2 separate regions of the Mus musculus genome follow, and region 1 is linked to region 2. Evidence: chromatin contacts called from public HiCAR-type data. All regions are on one chromosome and are shown on one strand. The core of a region is the stretch at or near the end of the contact, and the rest is flanking DNA. Distances in the headings are between cores, read along the strand shown. Region 1 has its middle 49 kb from the start of Gm36594. Region 2 has its middle 190 kb from the start of Gm36594.

The links. HiCAR-type assays count read pairs that join an accessible place to other places.
Region 1: a contact with region 2 is called in a HiCAR-type map of PVALB interneurons, with 6 times the contacts expected there. The contact joins two enhancer-like sites. A contact is called at or near these places in 3 of 39 promoter capture datasets (hippocampal neurons and liver), 4 of 115 datasets of contacts at active chromatin or transcription factors (PVALB interneurons, SST interneurons, embryonic forebrain and 1 more) and 1 of 9 other capture datasets (adipose tissue).

Annotation. Positions count from the first base shown.
Region 1 is chr17:69,969,805-69,976,511 of GRCm38.p6, reverse strand. It overlaps a transcript of Dlgap1 not described here. Among named protein-coding and RNA genes, the nearest start is that of Gm36594, 49 kb to the right of the region's middle. Within about 2 kb of position 2,286, at least 4 of the 459 cell types and tissues checked have an H3K27ac peak or open chromatin away from gene starts, as enhancers often do. A contact at or near this core is called in PVALB interneurons, where this site is marked.
Region 2 is chr17:69,728,947-69,735,627 of GRCm38.p6, reverse strand. No RefSeq gene overlaps it. Among named protein-coding and RNA genes, the nearest start is that of Gm36594, 190 kb to the left of the region's middle. Within about 2 kb of position 2,432, at least 3 of the 459 cell types and tissues checked have an H3K27ac peak or open chromatin away from gene starts, as enhancers often do. A contact at or near this core is called in PVALB interneurons, where this site is marked.

The sequences.
Region 1 (6,707 bases), core at 1,037-3,536, 240 kb before region 2:
GCACTATTTGACATAGACATGAAAATCTAGATACTCTAGTTGATATGGCCAGTCATACAAACAGAGGTCATGCTCACCTCGACCCTCATCTTTCCTCATAGGTAGCCAAGACTGCACTGTGGACCTGGCAGCTATAATGACTTGCAGTTGGCAGGACAGGATATCCAGGATGCTGGTCTGCCTCTCCATAGCTTTCAAATATCCCAGAAGCAGAGACTGGGGAGGAGCAAACTTTCATGTTTAATAATAAGATTTTATTTTTAAAATGTTTATTGAAGGAATACTTAGAGGGCTGCACTCTCGCTTAGTTTGGGATGTTAGATTTGGATACGAGCCACAAAGGAGACCATCACAGTTGGTGCTGAGTGCTTGCACAGAACTCAGCCTCGAGAAAGTCAGCTGAAGCTGAATGTGTGTCTCTCACCACTGGGATATGGTTCATTCTTCCACTCTCTATCATAGTGTGCTTCCTACTGCTGTGACCAATGCTACCAGACAGCAAACTTGGGGAAGAAAGTGTTTATCTGGCTAACAGCTCCATGTCCATCGATGAGGAAGGGCAGGGCAAGAACTCAAGCAGGAACCTGTACACCCGAAACAGAGACCACACAGAAACAGTACCTCCACCTTGTTCCTAGGCTCACATTTAGCTACCTTTCTCATAACTCCTAGGACCACCAATGTGAGCTGGAACTTCCCACATCAACAATCAAGAAAAACGACACCAGGATAACCTAAAAGCCAATCCAATGGTTGCATTTCCTCATGTGATGCACCATCTCCTGGGTGTCTCTCGTTTGTGTCATCTTCACAGAAGACTAAGTCCCCAAGGTACTTTTGTTTCCTTCTATATGCAACCTTATAGACACTGTCCCTGTTATCCTGTGAGCTTCTGGACTTCAGAAACAGAAAATCACAGATTAAAATGAGGTACACATGTGCCAGCCTCCCCACTGTGGGTGACAGGAAAGGAGATCTGAAAGGTGAGGCAAAAAGAAATTGGGCAAGCCATTGATAAGTTTGCTGTACATAAGGAGGAAGAAAGAGAATCCTTATTAATTATTATTTGACCTATAATCTTACCTCTTTACATGAAAAGACTTCAGGCCCCTCACTGGAAAATATAGCCATTGATATGACATACTGACCACTCTGGAATGTCTCTTGAAGGTATTATCCAAGTAAGCCTAGCACTAAACAACGTGGAATCTGATCCTGCAAAGTGAGCCATGCAAGAAACAACAAAACACTACCTTCGAAGTTATGGTCTCTGCACAGCTGGTACAGGGCTCCGCACTCACTCACTTATTCAATTATTCAAATGTTCACACAGCTGGTACATACTGACAGTTTACCAGGAGCCCTGCACTGTGCTAGGCATCAGTGGTATTGATGAGCACACTATCCTTAGCTCTTGAGGTCACAGGAAGCCTGTGGGGGAAGGTGGCCATCCAATCATACCATCACCAGATGACAAATCCTCATTAACTTTAAATGGATAGTGAAGAAACTATACAACTGTCACAGAGTATCCAGCTGGAGAGCTTCACTAATTAAATGACTCTTCATTTGAGGTGTAAGCAAGAAGAAACGATTTAAGAAACTGTGTTTCAGGGAGAGAGGGAAAAGACTTTTCATCACATTTCACCGGAGCTCCAGAATCAGGTGGTGCACCTCGTCTGAATTGCCCAGGTGAAAGAGCTCACACGGTAGAGTTCCAAATGAGCTAGGGCTTCCTGATTCCCAGATGCCCTCCACAGTTAAAGAGGAAAGCACAACCTTTCCTGGGACAATGAGAAGGTTGCCCTGCATTCTGGCTTCAGGTATGAAGAATAGCAATGAAGGAGATGAGTAAGTCCTGCTGTCTTCCTAGAACATGGTGTGATGAATCCCATCAAAGAGGAGCTGTTTGCAGCGTCTGAGACAAGAGCAAAATGCCATTTCCCTCCCTCGAAAAAGCCAGCGTGTGCTTTTATAAAGAAATCTGGGTGATATCTAGCAGGGAAATTTCTAGTCCAGAAATAGACTTCACACTGACTATTGACTGAAATTGAAACCAAGACAGAAAAAGTACCCAGGGAATGGGCAGTAATCATGAGGTTAGTGTAGGGGTTAACGCCAATCTGACTACCACATACTCAAGAGCACTTGCCAGTAGTAGAAAGAACAGGGAAGTTACTCCAGTAGATGTTTTCAAATTAGCTAAAAAGCCATGCCACAGAGTAAGGCGGCAGAGCTGGAAATGTGTCCTGAGAGGCCCTCTCGCAAGCCGCCTGAGGGAGCCCTTTAAATGTCTCTGACAGCCTTGGTGCTGAGATTCAGATTCAAGGCCAGGGAGATAAGCAAGTCACAGCTCGGTCCCTCCTTTTCTAGTTGCTTAGCCATGGTTTCCACAAGCTCGTCGCACTGCTGAATATTAAGGAGACCTGGCAAGGTTGGGCAGCTCCAAATGACACACTTCCTAGCTTGGCTTTGTATAGTTGCTTACTAATCTGACAAGAAACACTGAGAGAAGACAGACAAATTGTCAGTGACAACAGATGCAAGGTATAAGCAAATAGGCAAATAAATGGTTTCCTTTCTGACAAATTCTAGGAAGAGAGAGGAAAGTGAGTTTACAGTTTTCTTTACGTATTCAGAGCATAGTTATCTAGTTTGCAACGGAATGGAAAATACTAAAATACACAGACACACCCCAGCCACCCTAGCTTATATGGTAACCAAGTGTCAGGGTGAGGGTCTTGAGGGAACTACTTTTCTTAATTGGGAAATCACTTGTTTCCCCGTAGTTATTAACTTCTACAATGGGGAGAAAATAGTAAATATCAATCAGAGAAATCAGAAGTCATCCGAGGATGAAAATATAAAGCCTGGCCCCTATCACTTATTAGGTGAAAGGCTGGGAAATTGGGTCAGCACCTCTGTGCAAGACCAATTTCAAAGCCAAAGCAAGGAGCAGTGGGCCTCAGAGGATGGCCATTCACCATTCAAACTGCCTGATATACACATCCACTTTGTTGTTGTTGTTGTTGCTGCTGCTGCTGCTGCTCCTCCTCCTCCTCTTCCTCCCCCCCTCCTCCTCCTCTTCCCCTTCCACCTCCTCCTCTTTTTCCTCCTCTTCTTCTCCATCCCATTGGCTGTGTAAGTTTGTACCCTCAGGGTTACAGGGAAGGAAGTCATAAATATAAACGATAAGAAATGGATATGGAGTGGAGTCAAGGTTCTCGTATCTGGCAATCTGCCACTGTCCTCTGTGGTTGTTTAAACTGAGGACATTAGAAGGCAACTTGCAAATCTTCTTTTCTAGGGAATGTTTCAGGTCTTCCTGGCAACAAATCTTTGAAAACTCCTGATAGGGACCAAATCTAGGGGAAATAACCTTCACCAGCAATGAAGAGGAATCAGGCTACACATTCTCCCGTGACTTAAAAATCATGAAGGATGTTTTGAGGAACACTGTAATGAATCTTTCCTTGGAAAACCAAACCAAGAGCCCTTAGGATTCTACGAATAAGCAACCCAAGACCTAGGGTGCTTTAACCCCAAATGTTCTCATCAGCACAAAAATTTTCTGGAACGCTAGCAAAAGGCCTTTCTGATAAAATAGCCACCTAATTTTTAAAAGATTTACATTTACAATTGTGGAAATGTCTATGGGTATGTGCACCTGAGAGTCCAGAAGAGGGCATTGGAATCCACAAGTTTGGAGTTATAGGCTCCCCAGTGTGGGTGCTGGGAACCAACTACAGCCCTTGCAATAGCTGTGTGTGCTCTTAACCTAATAGGTTTAAATTAATCATAGACCAACATACAATAGGAATACATTATAATTATGGGAAGTCACTACGGAGATTTTTAAGATCCCCAATAACCTGGTTTTGATGGTGTAGTTGTGAACTCTCTTATTTCTTTACTCTCTTTCATTGACTGGTTGGGTTCCCTTAAAACTCAGGACGTGTACGATTTATAAAGAAAATGAAATCTTCATGGAATCTTCCAGTTGGAAGCCTCTTGATTGAAAGCTAATTCTCTGCCTTCTGAGACAGCTTAACACAATTGAGGAGAGCAGTCATTAAAGCAACACAATGTGAGTTTGAGTTTATAATAGAAACAAAGAGCAGCACTTTGCTTTTCTTTCTCAATTACAAAGTATCGAGGAAATGAGACATACACCTAGACAAAGGAAAACAGCAACCCGGAGTACACAGGAGTTTCTTATTTAAGAAAAAAAAATGTGGCGCATAACTTTATCAAGCAGTGGTCACACCACTACTGTATTGTCCCTGAGTTATTTATCAGACAATCCTGTCTGTGCCGTGTTAATTTTATTTAAAATATCAGTCTTGATGGCTTTCGGGAACAAAGGTATGCACTTAACAGATCCAAACCTCACTGTTTCTGTCCCTAAATCTGGATGCAGTGAGAAACACAAATCACCAGAATTTAGAAGGCAAAGCAAGTGGGTTTGTGGGATTTCCCTGCATAATATTGTGAGGTCCTCCTTCCACTTGCTTAGAATGACTGCTGGTGTGATTCATAATGTTTTTAGTTGATGCTTCTAGAATAAGATGAATCTTGGAGGGAGAAATGAGAGGAGCTCTGCCATCAAAGTCCCCACAGGGAGTGCTCATGCCCTTGTCCTTCCCTCCAAGCACAAAAGCTTGAATATAATTGGAAAAGTTTTGTCGGTAAAGTACTCAGTAAAGTACTTAGTAAAGATCTTTCAAAACGTTTGTTCATTTTGCCAAGATTTATGTTGCCCGTGTTTTATGTTTTTGAAAGTTCATACAAATATACAATATATTTTGGTCATGTCCCTCTCCCACTCCCTCCCCACGTTGCCTATACTTTACTTAACAGCAAATCTTAGAATCACAGAGAGAGAGATGCAAAGGTGATCTTTAAAGCTTAGCCTGCATTTGCAAGCCTTTTTCTCCTGCAAGGTTACTTATTTTCCCTTAGGCAAGCCACTTAGCTTCAAAGATTTTCACAGAATCTCGGGCCTAGAACTTGGAATTAGTACTTAAGGTAGTGGCTTGTGCAAACTTTAAACTAAACCAGCAAATCCAAAAAATAATGAAGAAGCAAGCTATGGACACCAGATTTCTATTCAACCTCATTTCCTTCCAACGTTTGAATTCTCTGGGCCCAAACACAGCTTTAAAATTTTAAGAACTTAAATTCTGAGCATGTTTTGAATGTATTGGAATTCCTTTTTTAACAGCGTTACACGAAGACCACTTTCCTCTGGTATTGTAGAAACTAGAACGGTTTCATCATTCCTTGCCTGCCTGTCATTTCCATCTACGTTGGGATAGACACTATTGTTATCTACACAAAAAACGATCAGAGGCAATAGCAAGTTGCTTCCTGAGACTGAAGTCGTGATATAAATAACTGTCCAAAAGCTGTTCTTTACAGCACCTCCTTTCTGATCTAAAACAAACAGAAACAAAACAAAAATGGACTGGGCATGGGTGCCAGATGTTTGGTTTTGGACTTAAATTCCGTTCCCTACTTCTAAGCTTTAAGTATTCGTTATTTCCATTTGAATGGCCCATCATCTTCTTCTAGGAAGTCATTCATGAAGACCACAAATGCTAGAGAGCTGTCTCTTAATTGTGACTTTTATTATCCATCTTGTAATTCTGTTGGAACTTCATTTGATAGGCCAGGAGGCATGATTGGCAGCCTCTGGGGGCTCAGAACCAGTTTCTCTATGAACAGTCTTAAGGGGGAGGGGGGTTCATTAGAGACATAACCTCTCACCCGACAGCGATTTGGTCCTCCTAAGTATGCCACCCCTCCTGTTCCACATGCTCTCCCCTTCTTAGAAAATTCCGCAGCGCTCCAGGCCAGGCAAGGGGTGAGCAGGCATCCTGGGCCAGCGCGACGCCCTCCGGGCACAGGCGCTCAGTGCCTCTGGGGCGGGCACACGGGCCCCCTTCCCACGGCCTCATGAACAACGTGAAGACCAGAACCGCTCGCTCTCTGCGGGTCCTGAATGCAGGGTCTTCATAGCCCTTAAGGTCCTCCTCACAGCTGCAGCCACCCCTCCATGAAAGTGCAATTTGTTATCTGGCTCAACCCGGAGCAGGGAGAGGTTCCCATTGGTCCCGGCTCCAGCGCCAGTCACTTATCTGGTCCTCGGAATACAGACTCTCATCGCCCGCCACGCCACGCGATTCGCGGGCAGTTGGCCTCAGAGACTCTCCGGAGACCCCACCCCCCACGACCCTTTCTCTCTTCTGTGTTTCTCTGTGCCACTGTCTTTGTGTCTTTTTTTTTCCCTTCTTACACACACAGGGAAGGGGTCGCTCTTCACAACCAATGCCAAAAGTGTCACACAAAAAGAGTGCAACAACTTGCTTTGCAAAGGACTGGGGAGCCCCTGGCGAAGTCCCCTGCAGTGAGCAGCTGCCATTGCCTACAAGGTGCTGAACCGGGTATGAATTTGGCTGAAGCTGATGGAGACATAGGACCCGCGTTCTTGTCCCTTCCCCCGCCCCCTCCAGGGACCCTGTCTCAGTTAAAAATCTGTCCCTTCTCGAACACCCTAGGGAGCTGCGAAGATCCTTTGCCCGGGGAAGGGTATGCTGGTCCCAGGAATCCCAGGGTCACCACGGGGACCAGACGTGCTCCCGGGGCAGAAGTCATGAAATTGAGAGAGCCGGCCAATGGCCAGCAGAGGCGGCCCGCAGTCCCTA
Region 2 (6,681 bases), core at 1,183-3,682:
TTTTGAGAGATCTAGCGATGGCAGCACACCTTCCCAGTGTTCTTCCTGTTACCTTCAACCCTGCAATCTGACTCAAGTGGCCGAGGTAACAGACCTCCTTCCTTCCTCTTCTGCCTCTGATGGGTGTCTGTCAGTGGTTGGCAGTGATATTGGTGGGAAATAGGAAGTTCACTTCTCTCCACCTTTGTATTCCTTCCTGGGACTGTGGGCTGATTTCTTCTATTTCCTAAAGTGTCTACAGGTCTGGATGTGTAGGATACTGCTGTCACTGCTGCCACTGACACAAAACCCAGGCCCTCATCATACCTCCCCTGGCACTGGCACGGTGCCTTCTCCAGAAACACAACATTCTCTACTGAATCCCTTACCTGTGCCCTCATTTTTTCCAGAACTACTTAATTTTTTTCTCAGCTGTTGTGTATGAACTAATTCCTGGCAAGTCCCCAGGGATAAAATTATCCTCCTTGCCTATTTGTTTTGAAACCCTGGCCTAAGTAGCAACTTATTCCCTTCCTTATATGGCATGTAAGATTAGGCATCATCATCTATCCTGTGTGACCCTACATACTTCATCAAGTCCACCCTTGCCTCTTCAGACTCATGAGGGCAGCTCTAATTCACACGACCCTTAACATCACCTGTCAGAGAATACATAGAAGCAAGCCACAGGAATCCTAAATGCCGTTCCAGTAGCACCGATAGCCATCATCACTGTATGGTAACTGTTGTAGTCTCTGAACTCATCTTCTCTGCTTCTAATGTTTCCAGTGCATGCCCTGCAAAGCCGAGAGTTCTTATAAACACCCACATCTAATCATATCCCTTCCCAATCTAAAGGATTCATTGGCCTCTCAGACCATTTGGATATCCTTAGTCTTTGATGTGGATTCAAAGTACTGTCGGTGTGACTCTGGTATATATTTCTTCTATATTTGCTTTATTCTATGTAGGGATTCAGAACGATACTCAATGCCCAGAGGTTGTTGATAGTTAGGATTCAGCTGGATGCTACAAAGGATATTTTTTTTTCCATTTAGAAGTATTTGTTATGAAATCCTAGGCCCTTTATGGCCATAATACCTTAAGTTGAAGTGAGCAAGTCCCCACATCAGTGGTAACGTGGAGAAGGTTTCCATGCTGGCAGGGGACAATTTACAGACCACTTTCCAAAGCCTTGTGATGAACAACTAGCCACAAAGGTGTCACCAAATCTTTACCTGTCCCTTTGTATAAAGCCTGACTCAGCTCAGGTTTCTGTCTTATCATGGTGAAGGCCTCATCAGTGGTGGTTATATCACACACTGAATAAACTCTATCCTTAGGAAGTCTTAGTCAGGACTGTGTAAAGTGGTAAGATCGGCTCTATACCTGAAAGTGTACCAAGAGCTTGGGATTAGCACATGTGAAAGTCAAGTCTTTGGGGAATCTGATTTTTCTGAGCATGGTATTTATCAGTCTGCAGAGTTTGTAAGATCATCCCTCTGGGAGAAACGATGTGCTGTCATGTGTGTCTGTGTGTATTTTTCATACTATATAGACAACTATCTTGTGAAAGACCAGTAATTTTCCATCTCATGGTTATCCCTGCAACCCTCTTTTTGCATTAATCATCATTTATGGACCACCCTCACTATCTCACCAACATTATTCAACATTATCAATGGCTTTTACTTCCATATGAGGACTGAGAGATAAAAATAAAATATGGTTTCATTTCTCACTTTGTTTAAGAACTAACAACAACAACAATCCAAACCAAAACAGATCATTATAATCCACTTGATTAGCACTAGCTAGAAAAGAGATCAAGTGTTTAGATTTGTGGGAATGGGGGCCTTAGGAGAAGGGGCATTTGAGGGGCCAGCAAAGGCAAGGAGGGATAGACTTGCTTCCCAAGAACATCAGGAGCTTCTACAAAGATGTAATGCGACAGTACTTGGAGTCCCAAGAAGTTTTGAACAGAAAAGAAAAGAACACAGTGTCCAATCCTAGTGTCGTCCAATATGATAGAGAAATCAGAGTCTATCTGAAATTCCCTTTGCCAACTTAGGGAATGAGGATTCTGGAAAGCACTGGTTTTGCACTTGACATTGTGTTCGATATTAGATCAGGAAGGGGCTTCAGGACTTGGAAGAGAGCTCAGAAATTTTGAAGCCCAAGAAATCGTTGTCTGGCCTCACATAGGTCCCCTGTGGTATTCTCGCCAACACGCTGCCAACCTGCATTGTCATCCATTTGAAGTCTAGAAGGGGGCCAACTCAAAAAGGGTATAGGAAGAGAAAAAATCATTTTAGACAAGGACACTCAAGGGACACATCACTGAAAATTCCACCGATTGAAGCCAATTCTCTCAACTGTGGAGCGCTGAAGCGCTGGAGCTCCGCACAGGCAGGAAGTCAGGTGGATCCACAGAGGCCAAGCGCGGGCACAGCTGTGTTGTTGCACTTGTAGTGTCTGCAAAGCAATGACAAAGAAAACACTCTTCCCGCTGTGGAAGAATGCTCTCTGATTGCTTGGGAAACAGAGATGGAAGAACACGCGGGAGATATTTTAAGTCCATAGCCTTTGAGGAATTATCTTGAGTGTTCTCGAAGGTTATTTTGGGGGTAAAATGCTAACCTTGCAATTTAGGGTCTGAAAACGCTGGTGGCTTAGGGATACAGCAGGGCATAAAATCTGCTTCCAATTTTTAGTTACAGAGACGCCAGCTTCTCAGCCCTTAACATCCCTTTCTTTTTCCTCTCTCCCTGACCTGACTAACCCAGTACCCAGACTAGAAGAAGTGGAAAGAATGTGTTAGTTCAACTATAAATGTCCAAGTACAGATTCGAGTTTTCTGGGACCCAGCCTCATTTCTGATTGTCTTTTATGCTTTAAAAAGTAAAGAGTGCTTGAAAGTCAAGACAGAAAAAGTGACCCGCTGCTCTCAAAAGCACCATGTCTAACACCATGCCTGGTACATCTCATAGATTTTTTTTACAAATAGAGCCAAGAATTCCGTCTCCAGATGTAGTAGACATATCTTGTAGCATGTGCACTGCAATTGGCCAACCATCTGCCCTGAGAATGGCTAGAACCTGTGACCTGCTCCCAAGGGAAGATTATAAAGGTGCCAGGACAAGACACTGGTGACTGTGTAGCCTTATTTGATTTTTTTTTTTCAAACGTAAGTAAGGTCCTTAGCAGTCGACCAAGTTCATCAAAAGGCAGGTTAACCCACTACCCTTGCCTAGTCTATTCAGCCCTTAAAGAGCAGTTTAGAACATCTTTAAACCCAGATTCAAGGAGCACAAGTATGCTCCCCCCAGTGGTCCTGATATAATACCTACAACCATGTGCTTGAGTGTAAGAAAGCTCTGCCCACAATCATACCATCCTGTGAGGGCTGTGTTGGATGAGACCACAGGATCAGTCAAGTCATTAACTGCAACACTGTGAGACCCCAAACAGAGGACCCAGCTAAGCCCTGGAAATGGAGAGAAAATAGCCTGGCGTTTGAACTATGTTTTCATGTAGCCATAGAAAATACACTGGCATGCCCTTCGGGCTGGTTCTTTCAACTCCTTTACAAATGTGTTGCTTTTGCTACAGCTTTTTCTGGATGCCATCTTTCCTGTGGTTTTATTTGTCTGTCATTATTTTGTTTCCTCCTCCTTGGCAACTTATATGATTTAAACAGTTACGTTCACCAAGGGGCTATCAGACTTACCCCTCTATGTGTCAAAGAGCCATGGATTTCTTGCTTGAAAGCAAAGGCAGTAACTCAGACAGAGCTTAATCTTTTAAAAACTCTGTCCCGTTCCAGCCTCTGTTGCCTCGGAAGTCTCTGATCTAGAATCAGGGAATATTCTTTGAAACTTCAGCATCTATGAACCATGGGGTTTTAATGTGCAGAGAGAAATACAGAGCACTAGGCTACCTGCTGTCCTTTTATGGTGTAAACATTTTTAAAGGCCCCCATGGGGATAGACGGATAACCTTCAGTAATAGGCTTGCCTTGAAAACATGAGGACCTAAGTTTAACCTCCAGAAAATAGACACATTTTCTCTCTGCCACGGTACAACTTCCTAAGGGGAATTGTCTTTGAGCTCAAAAAATGCAGTCTCTCAAATGAACACCCAGTGCTTTTTGAGCCAGGCTGTATTCCAGGTCCAAAGTTTAAATGCCTGACTGGATTACTGAATTCTGAACGGGTTTTACAATTTTGTGTCATTTCCTGAAAGAAGTTGATGTAGAAAATAAGAGGAAAAGCAAAACATCCTTGGGGTTCATATTTGCAGTTAGGGGGTACATGGTAATGAAATTGCATGGATATTTGAGGAGTTACTTGATATCTCTCTCTCTCTCTCTCTCTCTCTCTCTCTCTGTCTGTCTGTCTGTCTGTCTGTCTTGCCCTCGGTTACTCCTTCTCTATGTTCTCACTCTCTCAAGTGAGGGAGTGAAGTCAACTGGCATCAGTGTGGGGTGGATTCTGCCAACAAAAAGTCTTGGGCATCAGAGAAAACTCAGGCAAAAGTGGAAAGAAAGAAAAAATGAAAGACAACTGATACGATTTAGAGTCACACAGTTACGGTTACACAGTCTCAACCCAAACCAACATGACTGAGTGGAGTCAGTCCCACCACAAATGTTGACTACGGAACCTTAACCTGTTGGAACCTGAGAATATACTAGTGGCTTACTAACCTGAAGGAGGAAATGGATGCTTGTCTACATATTTCAGCTTATAGTAGTGTTTCTTATTAGTGTGTGTGTGTGTGTGTGTGTGTGTGTGAGAGAGAGAGAGAGAGAGAGAGAGAGAGAGAGAGAGAGAGAGGGAGGGAGGGAGAGAGAGAGAGAGAGAGAGAGAGAGAGAGAGAGGGAGGGAGAGGGAGAGGGAGAGAAAATCCTCTGAAGTGTGCCTTGGGGAAACTGAGAAATGACATAAAGGCAAATAAAGTATACATTGTCCCCTCTAACTTCACACAGCGAGTACATTTCTATACGACACCACACGATCCTGCGTTTATATGTGATTGTTTGGAAAGAACCCATGCAAATATGTTGAAGTGGAGTTTTGAAAACATGAACTCTCCAACCAGATAGCTAGAAAAAAATGTCATAAAAAAAAGAATCTAAAGGCAAAGATTGTATCTCTAACACACATATTTTTATTAAAATTAAACCAACAATCTAAGGGAGGGTGTTCCAAGGATTCGAAGAAGCAGCAAGACTTGATAACAAACTTTCCATAGGCAAGGGAGACAATTTATGGCAGGTTTGTTGGGTATTCTTGGTTGTCAAATAGACTACATCTAGAATTGATTAAAAATTTTAAAATTAAATAAAACCTTAAAAGTAAAATGAAGGCCGGGCGTGGTGGCGCACGCATTTAATCCCAGCACTTGGGAGGCAGAGGCAGGCGAATTTCTGAGTTCGAAGCCAGCCTGGTCTACAAAGTGAGTTCCAGGACAGCCAGGACTAAACAGAGAAACCCTGTCTCCAATCCCCCCGCCCCAAAAAAGGTAAAATCATCTGAGATGGGAAGATTCACCCTAGATCTGGGCCACACCTTCTGGTGGCAGCCTGTGTAAGGGACAGGGAAGAGGGAAGCACATGCTCTTTGCCTGCTTGCCCTCACTCTCACTGGCAAGTTCACCCCCTCACAGTTATTAGAATCTACTTCTTTTGTAGTCCAGTGTATATCGAATTCCATCTGAGACAGAAAGCCTCCTGGGCCAAACAACCACTTGGTTCTAGGACTGAATCTGGAGAGACAGCCACTGTTGGAATATTTGGACCACAACCTGTAAGTCATTCTAATGAATTCCACGTAAATAGGGAGATGGATAATTGATAATACATGGCAGATAGATAGATAGATAGATAGATAGATAGATAGATAGATAGATAGAAAGAAGTATCTGTTCTGTTTCTCTAGAGAGTTCTGACTAATACAAGGGAAAAGCATTGCTGTGCAATACTTGAGATCTGTTTTCTGTTTCCAGTACACAGGAAAGGGTAGGGTGTGACTCCTTGTACTTGTAACACTAGCACTACAAGAAACAGAAACAAGAGTATCCCTGGAGCTTGCTGGAAGCTACCTCACCCTCAAACTCAGAAGAGCAATGCTGTTTCAAAGTAATAAGGTACAAAACTATATAAAAGGACACCTGACTCCCTCCTCTGGCCTCTGCTTATGTGCAAATATGCATATTTTCCACTGAAGCCAAATGGTTTAGTCAATATAACCATGGCTAGGGTTCATCGTAGGCTGGCTTTTCCTATAGATGTATATAGATCTCTTTCTTCACTGAGCTACAAGAGGTTTCATTAGCCTATGTCCTGTAGCCATATCAGATTCAGCCTTCTAAAGTTGACTTAATGCTCTTTCCATTGATCTCTCTGTAGTCTCCAAGATAACTAATTATTAGCAAGACTGTTCTCCCTCCAAAAAGAAGTGTTCTAAAGCTATTCCTTGTCTAAGTGATTGTACTGGCTAGTTTTGTGTCAACTTGACACAGGCTGGAGTTATCACAGAGAAAGGAGCTTCAGTTGAGGAAATGCCTCCAAGAGATCCAGCTGTAAGGCATTTTCTCAATTAATGATCAAAGGGGGAGGTCCCCTTGTGAGTGGTGCCATCTCTGGCCTGGTAGTCTTGGTTCTATAAGAGAGCAGGCTGAGCAAGCCAGGGGAAGCAA